3 separate regions of the Sus scrofa genome follow, and regions 2 and 3 are each linked to region 1. A link is a contact called in public Hi-C data. All regions are on one chromosome and are shown on one strand. The core of a region is the stretch at or near the end of the contact, and the rest is flanking DNA. Distances in the headings are between cores, read along the strand shown. Region 1 holds the start of PDE5A (cGMP-specific 3',5'-cyclic phosphodiesterase). Region 2 overlaps SEC24D (protein transport protein Sec24D). Region 3 holds the start of LOC102159443 (rho GTPase-activating protein 20).

Evidence for each region. A called contact is a pair of places that touch in the nucleus more often than the background predicts.
Region 2: a contact with region 1 is called in a Hi-C map of subcutaneous adipose tissue, with 2.5 times the contacts expected there. The contact joins the enhancer-like site here to the promoter of PDE5A in region 1. A contact is called at or near these places in 1 of 5 promoter capture datasets (liver), 9 of 47 Hi-C or Micro-C datasets (embryonic fibroblasts, epiblast stem cells, fibroblasts and 5 more) and 1 of 2 datasets of contacts at active chromatin or transcription factors (skeletal muscle).
Region 3: a Hi-C map of embryonic fibroblasts shows a contact between it and region 1, with 2.9 times the contacts expected there. The contact joins the promoter of LOC102159443 here to the promoter of PDE5A in region 1. A contact is called at or near these places in 2 of 5 promoter capture datasets (fetal skeletal muscle and liver), 18 of 47 Hi-C or Micro-C datasets (alveolar macrophages, brain, embryonic fibroblasts and 10 more) and 1 of 2 datasets of contacts at active chromatin or transcription factors (skeletal muscle).

What each region holds. Positions count from the first base shown.
Region 1 is chr8:104,267,809-104,272,732 of Sscrofa11.1, reverse strand. PDE5A (cGMP-specific 3',5'-cyclic phosphodiesterase) reads right to left here and starts at 1,875. Exons shown (of 22, transcript XM_021101648.1): 1 at 1,401-1,875. The coding sequence starts at 1,522.
Region 2 is chr8:104,770,133-104,775,056 of Sscrofa11.1, reverse strand. The region is part of intron 2 of SEC24D (protein transport protein Sec24D); the gene reads right to left. The region is part of intron 1 of SYNPO2 (synaptopodin-2); the gene reads left to right. Among named protein-coding and RNA genes, the nearest start is that of SYNPO2, 72 kb to the left of the region's middle. Within about 2 kb of position 2,571, at least 19 of the 83 cell types and tissues checked have an H3K27ac peak or open chromatin away from gene starts, as enhancers often do. A contact at or near this core is called in mesenteric adipose tissue and subcutaneous adipose tissue, where this site is marked.
Region 3 is chr8:103,951,905-103,956,828 of Sscrofa11.1, reverse strand. LOC102159443 (rho GTPase-activating protein 20) reads right to left here and starts at 2,885. Exons shown (of 13, transcript XM_021100547.1): 1 at 2,770-2,885; 2 at 1,650-1,817. The coding sequence starts at 2,885.

The DNA.
Region 1 (4,924 bases), core at 626-3,125:
GGAGGTGCAGTGCAGGCGGCCTCTGCGGACCCTGGACTCCTGGAGGCTCCGGGGGCGACGACGTGCCCAGGTGAGGCCGGTGACTCGAAGCCCGCTCCCCTACCACCCCAGTCGCCGCGCCGCCGCCAGCCGCCGCCTGCTTGCCCCGCACTGCGCCGCCCCCTGGCGGGGAGCGCCCAACCGAGCCGCGGCCGTGCGCCGGCGGGTAGGAGCCCAGCGCCCAGCCCCGGCCGGCTCCTCCACCATCACCGTCCCGCGTGCGTCTCCCTCCAGGCAGAGGCGGCCAGCACCCGCTGCCCCCAGTCGGCGACGGTGAAGTTCGGGCCCCTTCCCCCAAAGGAGTGCGTCCAGGAGTCAGCCTGAGTCCGCGCGCAGCAGCCTTGCCCGCGCCCTGGTTTCGCACAAACTTCTCAGGCTTCGAGGCACCCGCCCGCCACGCACTCTCCGCTCCACCCTCCTAGTCCCTGGGCTTCAGCCTCAATCCTCCTCAACTCTCCCTCGAGCGTTTCCCACGCGCGTTTCGACTGTCCGCTGCGCAGCCGCCTCCCAAAGGACAGGCTCCCTCCTCCCTTCCCTCCGCAGAAGCCGCCCCGCGCTTGGCTCCGGACCAAGGAGAGCTGACCTCTAGGGTCGCCTAGGGCCGCACGGGACCTGCCCGCCCCCCCAGGGTCTGCTCTTCGCCGCGCTTCCCCGGCGTCCTTTGTGTGCGCGCGGCAAACCCCACTGCTGAGCCCTTTCGGCGGCGCCGCCTTGCAAGCAAAAAGCAAAGGGAAGGAGGAGCGCGGGACAATCCGGGGACTGGAAGGGGGCAAACGGCGACAGCACTCACTTCGGAGAGGTTCCGGCATGTTGCTGCCTTTGGGCTTTCTCGTGGTCTCGCCCCTACCCGGGCTTCCCCGCCCCGCCAGGGCCGGGGCAAAGGGGGACGGGGGAGGAGCGGAGCCTCAGGGACGGCGTTGGAGATGGTGCTTCCGGAGCTGCAGGGAAGGGGCTCAAAAACTGTTTTAGTTTCGCTAAGGAGATTTAGGGGAACCAGGAGTCTAAAGAAGGGCTGGAGCAAGGCCCGTGAGCGCGGATGTAGGAAAATAATCTTGCTCCCAGGGAATATCAGGGCTACTGGGGTGGGGTGAGGTGGAGTTGGGGGGTCGGCAAGTACATTTTCGTATTTGAACTTTTGTGAACAAGTTAGATTGAATCCGACGCTTGGTTTTTCGACTGTACTCGCCTTAAAGTCGAGGTCTCTACCCTGTAACAGGATCAAGGACCTACTTCAAAAGCAAAGGGCCTGAGAGCGGAGGCTGTTTAATGGGTAACCACAGGGAAAATTCAATAGGGGAGAGAGACCAGCCCCTGGCCACGCTCCATGCCCCGGCCGGGTCTTCCATGGGTCCTCTTCTTACCTGGTGGCTTTCCTAACAAAGTAAGAGAAGGTAAAGTCCCAGTGATCGTCCAGCCACGCTTCGACCGAGTCCTGGTCCCATTGCTGCTGCGGCCGCGCGAAGCCGGGGCCGGCCCGCTCCATGATCAGCGCGGAGCGTCTCTGCGGCTGGGCTGGCTGGTGCTGGTTTTCCACCCCAGCTGGGGTCCCTCCCTCGGAGGAGCAGGACTCTGTCTCGAGACCCTCCTCCTTTGCCCTGCTCCAGTCAGGCCGGCTTTCGGCGAAGCTGCTCAGGAACCGGGCCAGCCTTCTGCCGCGCCCCGCCTCTCCCAATCCTCACCGCACTCAGGTGTGGCGGGCGGGGCTGGGTGCAGCAGCCCCGCGCCTTCCCAGGGGTCTGGCCCAGACTGGCTCTCGAAGTCTCTCGAGTCCCCAGATTCCAAGGCTGCCGCGGCGGCGACTGGCGAGCTCTCCGGAAGCCAAGTGGCCAGAACTAGAGGAGGAGGCCACGCGGCCGCTGGGGTGCGCTGTGTGCTGAGCGGGCTCCAGAAGAGCGCGCAAAGGTGACTGTGGGTGTGTTCGCTGAGGGTCCCACTCTAAGAAAGGGAAAGTCGCCTTGTGGGGACCAACCCCAAGCTCAGAAAGCAGTAGCTGGGGGGATTTGAGCCCGAAAAGTGAGAGGTGGTGATAGCCAGGACGCTTTTTCTTAGGCCTGAGAGAACAATCGTTGTCCCCCCTCGCTTTCCGCCAGCCCAGCGCGTGGCAGGAGCGGGTACCCACCTTACTAGAAGGCCAGCCAGCGCAATGGCCCAAAGCACCCCAGGTAACGACGGGGCCAGTTAAGGAGATGTGGCGCATGTGGCGCGTGTGTCACCAAAATAGAGTTGCGGGTCCTGGTGGGTTATTTCCAACATAGCCATTCCTGTGCTTAATTTGTTAATAATAGTAACAACAATAACTATAAATCAGATGTTTTTGCATCAAAGGCTTAATTTACTTTAATCTCCCTTTCCTGACTGGAAAAAGATTTTTTGGAAAAAGAAAACGGTAAATTGAAGTACAGTAATCACGGATGGTTTGTGCATGAAGTCAGAAAACAGGGGCATCTCCATACAATTCAGTTAACTTGAGAGTACAGGCACTACCCAGGTACAGTGCAGAGCAGCCAGTTAGCCCAATTTTAAATTAATTGATTCGTACTGATTGAAACTAATACATACACACTGTGAAAAAAGTATCTGTTTAAAAAGGTTCAGTCTTCCAACACTGATTTGTCTTATACCTACCATATTTTACAAAAAAGAATTGGTGTCTTCCTTTGCTTTATCCTCATTCCCATCTCCCTGTCCCGAATTTGGAGTTTTAATATGGTATTTTGCAGTGACCTAATTTTTTTGGCAGAATTAAATCTGGAGCCTTGTGTTTCACAACGTGTGAACGACACCATTAGCAGTGATATACCAAAAGTGATTTAGCTGACATACTTTTAACAAACTCCTTTCAAAATATTCTTGGCAAGAATGTAAGACATTACTCACTACATAGAAACACATAATTAAATAGATAATATGAGAACTTTAAAAAAATGTCTTCTAATCCCTCAATGCAATGGTTTACACTTCCTGCATTAAATAATTTTCCTTTTATAATTTCAATTTCTCTGAAATTTTACTGTGGAATGCAGGTAGCCACAAACTAATTTTAAAAAAAAGCAAAGGAGAGGTGAAATAATGCTTGATAAATTTTATCAGATTTTAAAATGTTATTTCTCTTCTGATTTGTTACTATGATAGTGATTAGAGTGTTGATAAACTAGAGACTTTTTCCTCAGTGCTCAGTTCTTCCCTGTGGAAATCTATGCATTTCTTCTCTCAGGAGGTCAATGATAATTTAAAATTCTACTTACCTACTAATGGAGTGAATTTTTGCCTTGAATCATTTGCAGTGGTTGGCTACCTTGATTAAATAAACAAGCACTATATGTCCATATGTCCTTTTTGTCTCCTATTCTGAAATGGTTAAATTATCAGAAATCAGGAAGGCTTCTGAAAAATTTGTGCAAGAAAAACAATGCATGGATTCTCCTATCAGTGAGCCTCAATTCTGTGTGGTATAGATGGTGGGTTGGGGGTTACTGTAAAGGCCTGTTATCTGAGGTAAGCATATCACCAGAGATTGGGGAATGAGGCATTTCAGCCTGTTCTAGACTCTAGAAAACTCAGATAAAACAACACCTCTTGAAACTTTAAAGTACTTAAAGGTAAGCATATTTTGAACTGGTCTCATGCTGGCCTCTTGTTTCCTAGCTCCATTTTATTCTCAACCCCAATTTGCTTGATTATTTTATATATGTTTAACTTACTGGTATGGATTGCCCAAGGCATCTTGAATCTTGTTTTAGAATAAGTCGAAAATGAGTAAGTAATAAACACAACCAGGAAATAACTTGAAAAATGATATTAATGCTACTTATGACAAATAAACATGCAACAACTTAACAGAAAGCCTCCAATGGATTCCCACTGTACTAAAATAAAGCCCAAACTTCCAACATGGCTTATAAGGTTCTGCATGATTTGACTTTTATCTATCTCTTACTGCTGAAGGCACTGGTCATACAACCAGGAAAAAACAAACAAAACCTTTTCCAAAAAAAGAGAACACAAATTTTAAGTCATGACATCTTTCCTGCCTTGCCTTTTTTAAATCTTTTGTTTCCTTGCAGCAAACCTGTATATTCTAGGAAAAAGAAAATTGAGTACCTATATTTGCACATATAATGGGATCTAGGTTTCTCATTTTGACATTGAAATGGAATTGAAAGTTAAAAATCAATTCTGTATGTGTGTGTGCACATCGTAAGGGGAAATCCTACATGACAAAGAGATATAGGCAGTTTCTAAGAGCTGTTGCCAGCCTCCAGCCTCCAGCCTCCAACCTCCAAGGAGCTCCAGCTAGCCAGGAAATAAATCCCCCAGTCTTATAACTGCAATTCTGCTGGGGTGAGCTCAGAAGCAGATATTTCCCCAGTCAAGCTTCAGATTAGAACACTTTCCTAGCCATTAAGTTGATTGCAACCATGTGAGATGCTAAGCAGAAGACATCTTCATAACTGATATCATATTAATATTGAGTCCTAGAATCTATTAACATAGTATATCTATCCGTTTATTCTGGTCTTTTAAAATTTCTTCCAGCAACGCCTTGTAGTGTTTATTTTTTTTTTTCTTTTTGCAGCTGTACCTGTGGCATACGGACGTTCCAGGGCCATGGATCAAATCAGAGCTGCAGCTGCAGCCTGTGTCACAGCTGTGGCAACAGTGGATCTGAGCTGCATCTATGCCACAGCTTGCAGCAATGCCAGAACCTTAACCAGCATTAAGTGAGGGAGGGGATCAAACCTGCATTCTCACAGAAACAACTTCAAGTCCTTAACCCACTGAACCACATGGGAACCCTGGCCTTGTAGTTTTTAGTGTACCTGTCTTGCATGTATTTTATTAAATTTATCTCTATATATTACAGCTCTGTTTCTGAGAGATAATA
Region 2 (4,924 bases), core at 1,322-3,821, 500 kb before region 1:
AAGCAATCATGAAAACAAAGTGGTAATGTTTCAAATCTTGAACTAAGAGTTTTTGGGTCATGGGAGAACACAGCAATAAACTTCTAATGGCATAGGGCACATTCCTGTCATGGGTCTGTTTCGTCCCCATCACCAGAGCTTTCTCTCTGACTGCTTCACCCCACAGAGCACCCAGATTCATGCCAGCCTTCTCTTGCACCTCCCTCCCAATTCTCCGCCTTAGGACACCCCTCCTGCCCTGGGCTCTCCCGCCCCACACTCCAGCTCTGGGATGCCATTTTGCTGCCTATTGTGTGGAGTAATTCTGTTTCTTTCATGCACCCCCAATTCAAATCCAGCCCATTTTGTTCATACCTAAATCCACCCTGGTGCTCAGGCAAGGGGCTTTTCATGGTCTAGAACCCACTCTTTGTTGTCCATACAGAAGACAGTTATGGTTGCATACTATTCTCCACCTCCCCCTTTACATGTACGGATTCACTTAGACATCCATTCAGCAATATTTGCTGAATGTCTGCTAATATCAGGTACCATTTTAGGTGCTGGGAGTAAAATTGTGTGCAAGATAAGTACAGGTCCTGGCCTCATGGATTTACATTCTGGGGAGTAAGTCCAAGATGCTATGAAGAAGTAGAAAGGGATTGCAGAACAGAGAAAGCTAAGTCTGGCAAGACAAGCAGAGTTAATCTAGGTGGATCAGAGGATGGCAGTTCAGACAAAGGGACTCAGTGACAATGGTTGTTAAGTTCTCCACCATACATTCAGGCTGCTGGAATGAAGAGGGAAACAAACAATGTGGTTTATTTCCATCAGCTCTCCCTCTAGCTCTCATACATCAATACTCCAGTAATACCTTTTGGGTAGAATTGAGGTATAAGCTCTCCAGGGAGAAAGAAAAGGCAGAGTCTCCCTCTGCTTCACAGTTTCTGGGTGGAGTGAACAGATAACAGATAGGAGAGGCTTCAGTTGGTTTCTCTTCCCCAGAGGCTGGGCCCCCGGAGCATAGCTCCCTCCTTACCTGGCCAATCCCAAGGGAGGGATTTCTCTGCAGTCTCTCCTGGAGAAGGGAAGCCAGGGTATGGCTGGAGGGTCTGGTCATAATTGCAAAGAGCTGTACGACAGACGGACCCCAGGGCTGCTGCTAGGTCATATTGAACGTATATGCAAAGCTACAAAAGAATATTGCCTCTTCTGGGATGATGCAACCCAAATCTGGAGTGTAGGGCTTGGGAAGTGAAAGATTCCCCCCAAACAATTCCTTTTGGGCAGGGTGCACCCTGAACAAACGGTTGCCAGACCTGTCTAAAGGTTGAATAAATTGATGAGGCTCTTATAGGACCTGAATCCACTAATGTACTTAAAGAGTAGGTCCTTCCTCACAAGGTTCTGAATGATTAGCTAATAACAGGGGACTGTTTAAGGTACTGCACCTCACAAAGGATACATACTTTCCCAGTTACTTTAAAATAACAGTAACAGCAGTCAGTCTCTACGGAGCGCACTTGACAGGTTCCAGACACTGTGCTAAACTGTTTACAGAGATTAAATTTATGAATTCTCAGAACAACCCTGTAACCTAGATGGGTATTATTACTCCCATTTAATGTGTCAGAAAACAGAGGTTTAGTCGTTGAAATAGTAAGTGGTTTTTTAACTTAGAGCCCATTTTAACTCCCACTCTACACTGTGTCCTTTTGTCTCCCTCCCTTTGTCTGTTCCTTTTCTTCTCTTTCTCTCTCTGAAAAAACAAAAAACCTACCAGAGTAGCCATGTTAATAAGGTATTCACTGAGCTTCCTCTACTATCGCCCTTTTAGCTCTGACATTCCCAGACACTGGGCTTTCCAAACAAACGGCTTCCCTTTGTCATCTGGGGTTTGCCTCAGAGCCAAGATTCTGAAAATTCTAGCTTCAGGTTTCCACACCTAATGCTTGCCAGGAGGTAATACATTTCAGCACACAAACAAGAAAACAAAGCTCCACGCAGGCCTTGGCCTGAAGCTCTGTGCCTTTTCTGGCCAACTCAACTAAAGGCACAGTGGGGAATTCCCTATCCACTTCTAGAGAACTGTTTGCCGTCTGGGGAAAATGAATATAGAATAGTACCTGAGGGTTTCTATACAAAGAGGTTCCATGTTTTTCACCATGTTTTTGGTACAGCTCTGAATAATTCCCTTAAGTATTAGCTATCTCCTCAATAAATCATAAGATATATAGCATTCTAAGTAAAGTTTTTAACACCAGAGCCTCTATGGTGGTATGACCTTTGACTTGGCTTTGCAAAACCTCATATTAAAAAAAAGAAAAAATTAAGTCTACTTAAAACCTGGCCTGACTCACGCACCTTTAAACTTTATTAAAGAATATGATGTAATGAAGATACACAGCTAATCCATAAAATGACTAATTTTGGTGAAAAACATGTGACATCCAATATATTAACATCCAAATAAGATAACCTAATGTTCTTGGTTATTGGTTTCCAAAAACTGTTGAACATTTCCTTGTTTGGCCTTGGAGGAATTTGCTCTGGGATTTCAGCCTGATTCTTGACTTGCTGAAAGACTACAACTTAGAACAAAGCAAGCAGGCTAAGAACAAAGCAACTCATAAAAATGAAAGTAAGAGGTATTAAGCCTGAGGCTTAGTGTGTGTTTTTAAGGAAGGAAGAAACTGCCCCCAGGGCTCAGGAGAAAGTCACTGGCAGCCCTTGAACTTGCTAAAGGCAATCAGACCTCTTGTTCCAGATAGATCAACAAAGTCCCCAAGTAAAATATTTCAATGTAACTGTTATAGCAGTGTCCTGGCTTCATTGAGATGTTTTTTCTCTCAGAGGTTATTTTACCATATGCCATTTAAGCATTTACCCTGATGCTGACATTCCTAACCCAGCAGGGAAAGTGAGGGACAGACTTTCCAAATTGAAGCACAGGCTCTGGAAGGTCACAGCTAAGAAAGCATCAGTAGCCAACTTTGGTTTCATTTAGTAAAATTTCTACGCATGATACAGTGCTGGAGCATGCCAAGAAGGAAGGAGTACCAGATTTGTGTGGGTTTCCTGAGGTTAAAAGAGCAGCCTCTTCTACTTAGTCTTGGGAATTGAGGTTGGGGAGTTATAGGTCTACTTTCAAAAATGGTGAAATATATCAATTTGCCATAGGTAGAGAAATTTGTAAAGCTTCAAATGTGTGGTATTAATGGGTTTATTTTTTCCTTTCCTCTTGAAATGAAACTTGGGTAGAGACAAAATCAGAGTGATTTTGAACACTACTGCATTTCCACGTTAGGATCCCTAGAACTTCGTGGCAAAATACAACAGGAGAGGAATGAGGAGACTATTGTTCTGATTATAGCTTAGCTTCTATCCTGTTGAGAGAATCCAGTGAACTTTCCAGGTCAGTTAAAAAGAGAGGCCTGGATCATTAGTTGACCTCAAGGGCCCTTGGACCTCTTCAATTCAATGCTAATATCAACATGGCACACTGCCTCTAATGGGTTACCACAACTGTACTGTCTCCAACACTGTCTAGGTAAATTTTAGACCAAGGTCACAATGTAGTATTTTCTAAAACATTTTTCTGATATATTAAGTTGAACTATAAGCCCCTGAATTGCTATATAGATATCTCATTGTACTTTGTAAACATTCTATATGGCTCCAAAAATGCATCTGAGATAAAAAATGTATTATCTTTCGAACCACTTACATGTATAGTGTTTAATATGGAAAATGCAGTTGTATGGAAATAGCATTTCTCTCCAGATTGCAGTAAGAGGTTTATGTCATTAATTGACAGTGCTTTTACTGCCCTCTGCTGCCCTAAGGAGAGCAAACACTGGATTTGACAGCCTAAGCTTATATCTGACTGGGAAAAGAAAACTTTTCATTTATAGTCATTATTATTAATGCTTGCTGGCATATTCCAAGTGCAACACTATCTGGCTTAGAAAATCCTTACAACAAAGTAGCCAGTGGCCTGAAACCAAATAAGCACTATGTCCTTCTGAATCAGGATTTTCTAAAGTCCTGTGGGGTTTTATTCAGTTCTAGGTGTTCTTTCTACAAGATCACTAATATGTGGAAATAGCTGTTTATTTAGAAGTTGTTTACAGGGTGTTTTAAAAAAATAAGTTTGTTTTTTTTTAACACGAAAACATAGTAGAAATGGCAACAAAACCAATCTTGATGAAAACCTTGTTTCTTTAAAAAGTAGATTGAAGCTTAGGAGTTCCCATGGTGGCACAGCAGTAATGAACCTGACTAGTACCCATGAGGATGCAGGTTTGATTCCTGGCCTTGCTCAGTGGGTTAAGGATCCAGTGTTGCTGTGAGCTGTGGTGTAGGTCCCAGACATGGCTCAGATCCTGTGTTTCTTTGGCTGTGGTATAGGCCAGCAGCTGTATCTCTGATTCGACCCCTGGCCTGGGAACTTCCATATGCTGTGGATGTGGCCCTAAAAAAGACACACACACAAAAAAAGTATAGTGGAGCTTAATAGAATTGCCTTGTAGGAATGTTCTATTATTTGCATTTAAAATTGGGTGCATAGCATAAGGAAAGGATTGAATGCTTTTATAGCTTCAATTAGGTCTTCATCTACTTTTAATTAACAATATTAGGTGCCATTTCTGCTCATTCTCTAGGGCTTCTGTTTAATAATGATAGCAAAAGTTAATAACCAATATTCATGAGGCTCCTTGGAGATGTGTTTGTAAATTATATTCATTATTTACCTAGCAGAAGCTTTTACCTGAAATCTATTTTACTCCCCAATTATAAATTATCAGCAGATATCATTCACCTAACAATTATATACCAAATGCCTACTATATGCTAGGCACAGACTCTTGGATGAGTAAGCTGAATTTTTGATCTAAGGTACTCAAAACAATTTAGTGAGAGCAAAAGGTAAACAGATGTGTTG
Region 3 (4,924 bases), core at 1,636-4,135, 320 kb after region 1:
AATCTAATGTAAACTGGCTCAAGGAGCAGAGGGGGGAGAAGGACTGCGGTTTCTGTTTCTACTCTGTATCCCTTACTGTGCATCTGTGATCATGAGGATACCCCTCTCTTTCCCTCTACCTCAGCCTTTATACTGGGGGGTTAGCCCCAGTGATCTGTGGCATTTTTAGGGTTCTAGGGAGATTTCCCCTATTCCAACACAGGGGTGTTCTCTTTTATGCTTGGGAGTTGGGATTGTGGTGTGTTCTATAAGTATCTGCCCTCTAACTGATGAGTTAATAGTAATCTTCATCTTTTGACCTAAATGCAATTTGTTTTTCATTGTCTCTGTGCTCTTTAATAACTAAATATGAGGATAGTGATGTCTAAAGATGGTATGAACTATGTACCCTCCCTTCCTATTTGTAAATTCTTCATAGGCCTCTGCTAGTATTAATATCTTAATATTTATAAAGCACATTCTACTCTAAAAGATAAAAGTAATAATTATATTTGAAAAATAACAAGAATTCTGATGAATATCAAAAGTGATATTGAAGGTTTACCTGAGTTTAATTCTTGAGAAGTTTCTAATGTATGCAGTATGAAAAAAAAATGGGAAAAAAAAATCTCAGAACCATTTCCACTGAATATTATCATCCCCTATAACTGGGATGGGATATTTCTTTGTGGAGAAGGAAACATTTAAACTCCCTTTATTATTACATAAAAGCTAAAATTTACTTATTCTGACCAAATACATAGGTAGCCATTCCATTTGTGTTGATTTCTGTAGCATCAGCTTAAAGATGAGTCAGTTTTCAACTGAAGTCTGAAGGTGAACTGAGGTAAATGGAACCTCAGTTCCCTCACCCTATCTTATTAATAGAAAAACTAGGCCAGAGTATTAATTTGAACAGATTGATTCAGGGCATAACACAATCCTCCATCTAAAGAGTGAGGCATGACAGGGAAGAAATACATTTGTTATCACAGGAGGCTATTTCATTTTAGTTGTTCTTTCTTTCTGGAAAAAAAAATTTTTTTCATATTAACAATGATCATGAATATACCTAAATGTTATGGGAATGATCTCGTAAGTAATTTTCTAAAAATTGTTGTGAAAACTTGTACCAGATGGCAGCACTCAGTGCTGCTGGTTATTGCTGTGGATGGAATTGTGTCTCCCCCTCCCAACCCATATCATACACTGAAGGCCTCACTGCTAACATGACTATATTTGGAGATAGAGCTTTTATGATGTCATTAAGGTTAAATGAGGTCATAAGGGGAAGATTCTCATGAGTAGGATTGGGGGACTCATAAGAGGAGGGGGAGTGATTTCCCTCTCTCTCCTCACCTGCACGCACTGAGGAAATGCCATGGAAGCACAATGAGAGGACAGCTGTAAGCCAGGAGGAGAGCTCTCATGAGAACCTCACCATGCTAGTACCTCACTGTGGATTTCCAGCCTTCAGAACTCTAAGGAAATAAATTTCTGTTCTTTAAGCTACCAAATCAGTGGTATTCTCTGTAATCTCCTCCTCTTATTTTTATCATGTGTCTGTAAGCCCCAGGCAAGAGAGACCCTGCCTGCCATATTTTCTTACAGTACAAGTTAGTGTACATGCAATTTTGTGATAACTGGGAGAGCATGTAGTGTATACATACTTGGTATTAGACATAAGCAATGAATCATTGAATAAGAAGAGGTGCCGCTTCTCCCTCCTGCAGCCTCTTTTGAGTTCTAAGAAGCTGTCGATCAGCAGGGTATGATTGGCTCCCTCAGATGACGTAGTACTTTCACTGTGGATGTTCACCTCAATGGAAGCGCTTCTCCTGAAAAACATCAAACACCACTGAACCAGCTAGTCACTGGTCAAATACACAATGGAATTTATGTTAAATGTCAAGGTTTCACTTCAGTGTCCAAAACGGTGCTTCACAGCCCAAATTCACGAGTGAGCAAGTTATAGAAAGAAATGAAGTCACTGAGGGAGTTGACGTGGACAAAGAACAGTTTCGGGGACAAAGCGCTGAGGCATAGTGACTCTTAGAGGCGAGGAAGAGGAGAAGGCAGCAAAGCTCATCACCAATTACTAGGAAGAGGAGAGCCAAGAGGCCAAAGGCAGAGACTTTTACAAGATGGTAAAAAAAAAAAAATTATGACCTAATATAGATAAAATTATATAGAGATTTGCCAACAGTGATTATAATTTGATTTCATGTTAACATCAAAATTTAGGTAACTAAGGATTGTAAAAAACTGACTTCAATCTTAAATCAGTATTCATATTTTGAGGAAAATTCTTAAAGATCAGCAAATAATACTGGAAATACCGAAAAGTACCTAAATACCGGGCAGTAATTAGCTTTGATTTAATTGAGCTATGACTAAGCTCTAACAGAACTCCCTGGCCGTAATAGATAAAACAAGTAAATTGAACAGAGCATAAAAACTGATAGAGAAGACATTTTCAGAGATCTACAGAAAATTCTCTCTGTGGAGCCAAGAAAGTGTCCTCCCCTCCTTCCCTACCCCCCAGAATGAAAAGCCTGCTCACTTGTGCTCAGCAGCACTGCATTTTATGAACATGAGTGGCTTTTCATGAAACCAGTACTGAAGTTAAAAATTAGTTCAGACATTTTAGAAGCAGGAAAACAAAACACCCCCTGTGACCACCAATCTGTTTTGATGATCAAAAACAGTATATTAAAAGACTACCTTATGCGGTGAAACCTTCAATGATCACCTAAAGGCTCAAAGCGCTTTTTGATTGATGGGAACAACCTTTTTTTCGCCAGTTCTTGGCACTGAAAACCGAGTATGTCTACAGCACTTGGCAGAGTACTGTGAACAAATCCTTGAAGCTTGAGGATCCTGCAGTAGTCAAGGCCACTGGCCATTATGATGTCAGCATTCTGAGGTTCATGTCAGAACTGACAAACTGACATACTTGTTTCCCTGACTTTGTCTCCCTCTTTTGATTTTTTTCAAATTAATATTCGAAATAACTATATTTGTGTAAAGGTTTTTGTGTCAACCTAGGTATCCATTTCTCTGGGCTAAATGCCCAGGAGTGCAAATTTCAGGTTGTATGATAGTTATCTTCTGTTTTTAAAGAAAGTGTCAAATTATTTTCCAGAGTGGCTATACTCTTTCAACATTCTCACCAGTACTATAAGAGTGATTTAGTTTCTTCATGTCCATACAAACATTTGGTGGTGTCATTTTTTATTTTAGGAATTCTGAATAGCTGTGCAATGTAGTCTTGTTGTGAATTTAATTTCTGTTTCCCTAATAGTGATGCTGAACATCCTTTCATGTGCTTATTTGCTCTCTGTATATCTTCTTCAGTGGTACCTATATTACATCTGCTTTATATTTATACATATAAAACATTTTTTGTAAAGATGGCATTCTTTTTCCACTAGAAAGTTGACCATTGTACAGGTGAGGAGGCTGCTGCACAGACAACCTAGGTTTTGTGAAGCCAAGCAGCCCAAGTAACAGGAGGCTTCAAATCCAGCTGACCCAGGAGTCACACAGCCCCAGGCAGTGAGGCCCTCTAACTTCTTCTCACAGGGACAGTCTCTTTCCTTTGACAACTTTGGAGGACTGAAATTTGATCATACTAACAAAGTTTGTGATTTCTCTTGTAGGCTCCTGTAATAGTTATCTGAATACACATCTTTTACTCCCTCAGTAGACCCTAAAGACCTCAAGGAATGAGTCTTTATTTGATTTATCACTTAATTCTTGCAGGCATTGGCACATTGGAGAGTTTTAATCCCTAAGTGAAAAAAAAAAAAAATTAGTTTATTTTTTGCTTTTTCATGGCCACACCTGCGGTATAGAGAGGTTCCCGTGCTAGGGGTTGAATCAGAGCTGCAGCTGCCGGTCTACACCACAGTCACAGCAATGCAGGATTTGAGCCGCATCTGCAACCTACACCACAGCTCACGGCAAAGCCATATCCTTAACCCACTGAGCGGGGCCAGGGATCGAACCCCCATCCTCATGGATACCAGTCAGTTTTTTAACCTGCTGAGCCACAATGGGAACTCCATATTGGAAGATTTAAAACATTTTGTGAATAAATTAATGAAATAGCTTTCTGCCGTGGATGAAGAAAAAAAGGATAATGTAAAATAGCCTCTCTTTTACTTCATTCATTCAGCAGAGAGTATTTGAACCTGTACTAAAAGAAAGGTACTTGGTTAGGTCTGGGTAGCAGGGAACAAAGGGACTCAGGCCCAACTCTCTCACAAAACCTAGAATTGAATGGAGAAGATAGAAATGAAACAGTTTCACCAGTAAATTTTAGTACCAGACTCTGGTAATTCTTACAAAGGAAAGGAGTGAGATGAGCAACTGTAAGAGGGACCAGACAGCTGACTTCGATGGTGGAGATGGCAGGCAAGGAAGTCTTCTTAGAAAAGCTCATTTAAAATGAGCTTTATAATTTGGAAGTAACTGGGGAGAATGGGAGGGAGGGAAGGAGGGGAGAAGGGAAGGAGGTAGAGAAAGAGATAGAGGGAGAGAGAAAGGGAAAGGAAGAGAGAGAAAAAATAAGAAAAGGAGAAAAGAATGTGTGTTGGGAGAGGGTATTTCATATTTCATGCCAAAGGGATGCAATTTGAGTGTATGAAATTTCAGAGACATGAGAGTTTGCTATATTGGAGACACTAACAGAAGGTACAAAAAAGTGAAATAAGTCTGGAAAGGTAGGTGGGGGCCAGAAGCACAGGTCTTTTTAGTCCTTTTTGATCTTGTTAAGGCCTCTCATCTTAAAACCAAACAAGCACAGAAGCAGCATATAGACAGTGGCCCCCACAGACAGCTCACCACTTTTAAATGGACGATGCTAGTCTGGACACGCTCGACTGTATTTAGAACCATGAAGGCTCATTGGGCGACACTTCCTGGCCTCTCATCAAGCATC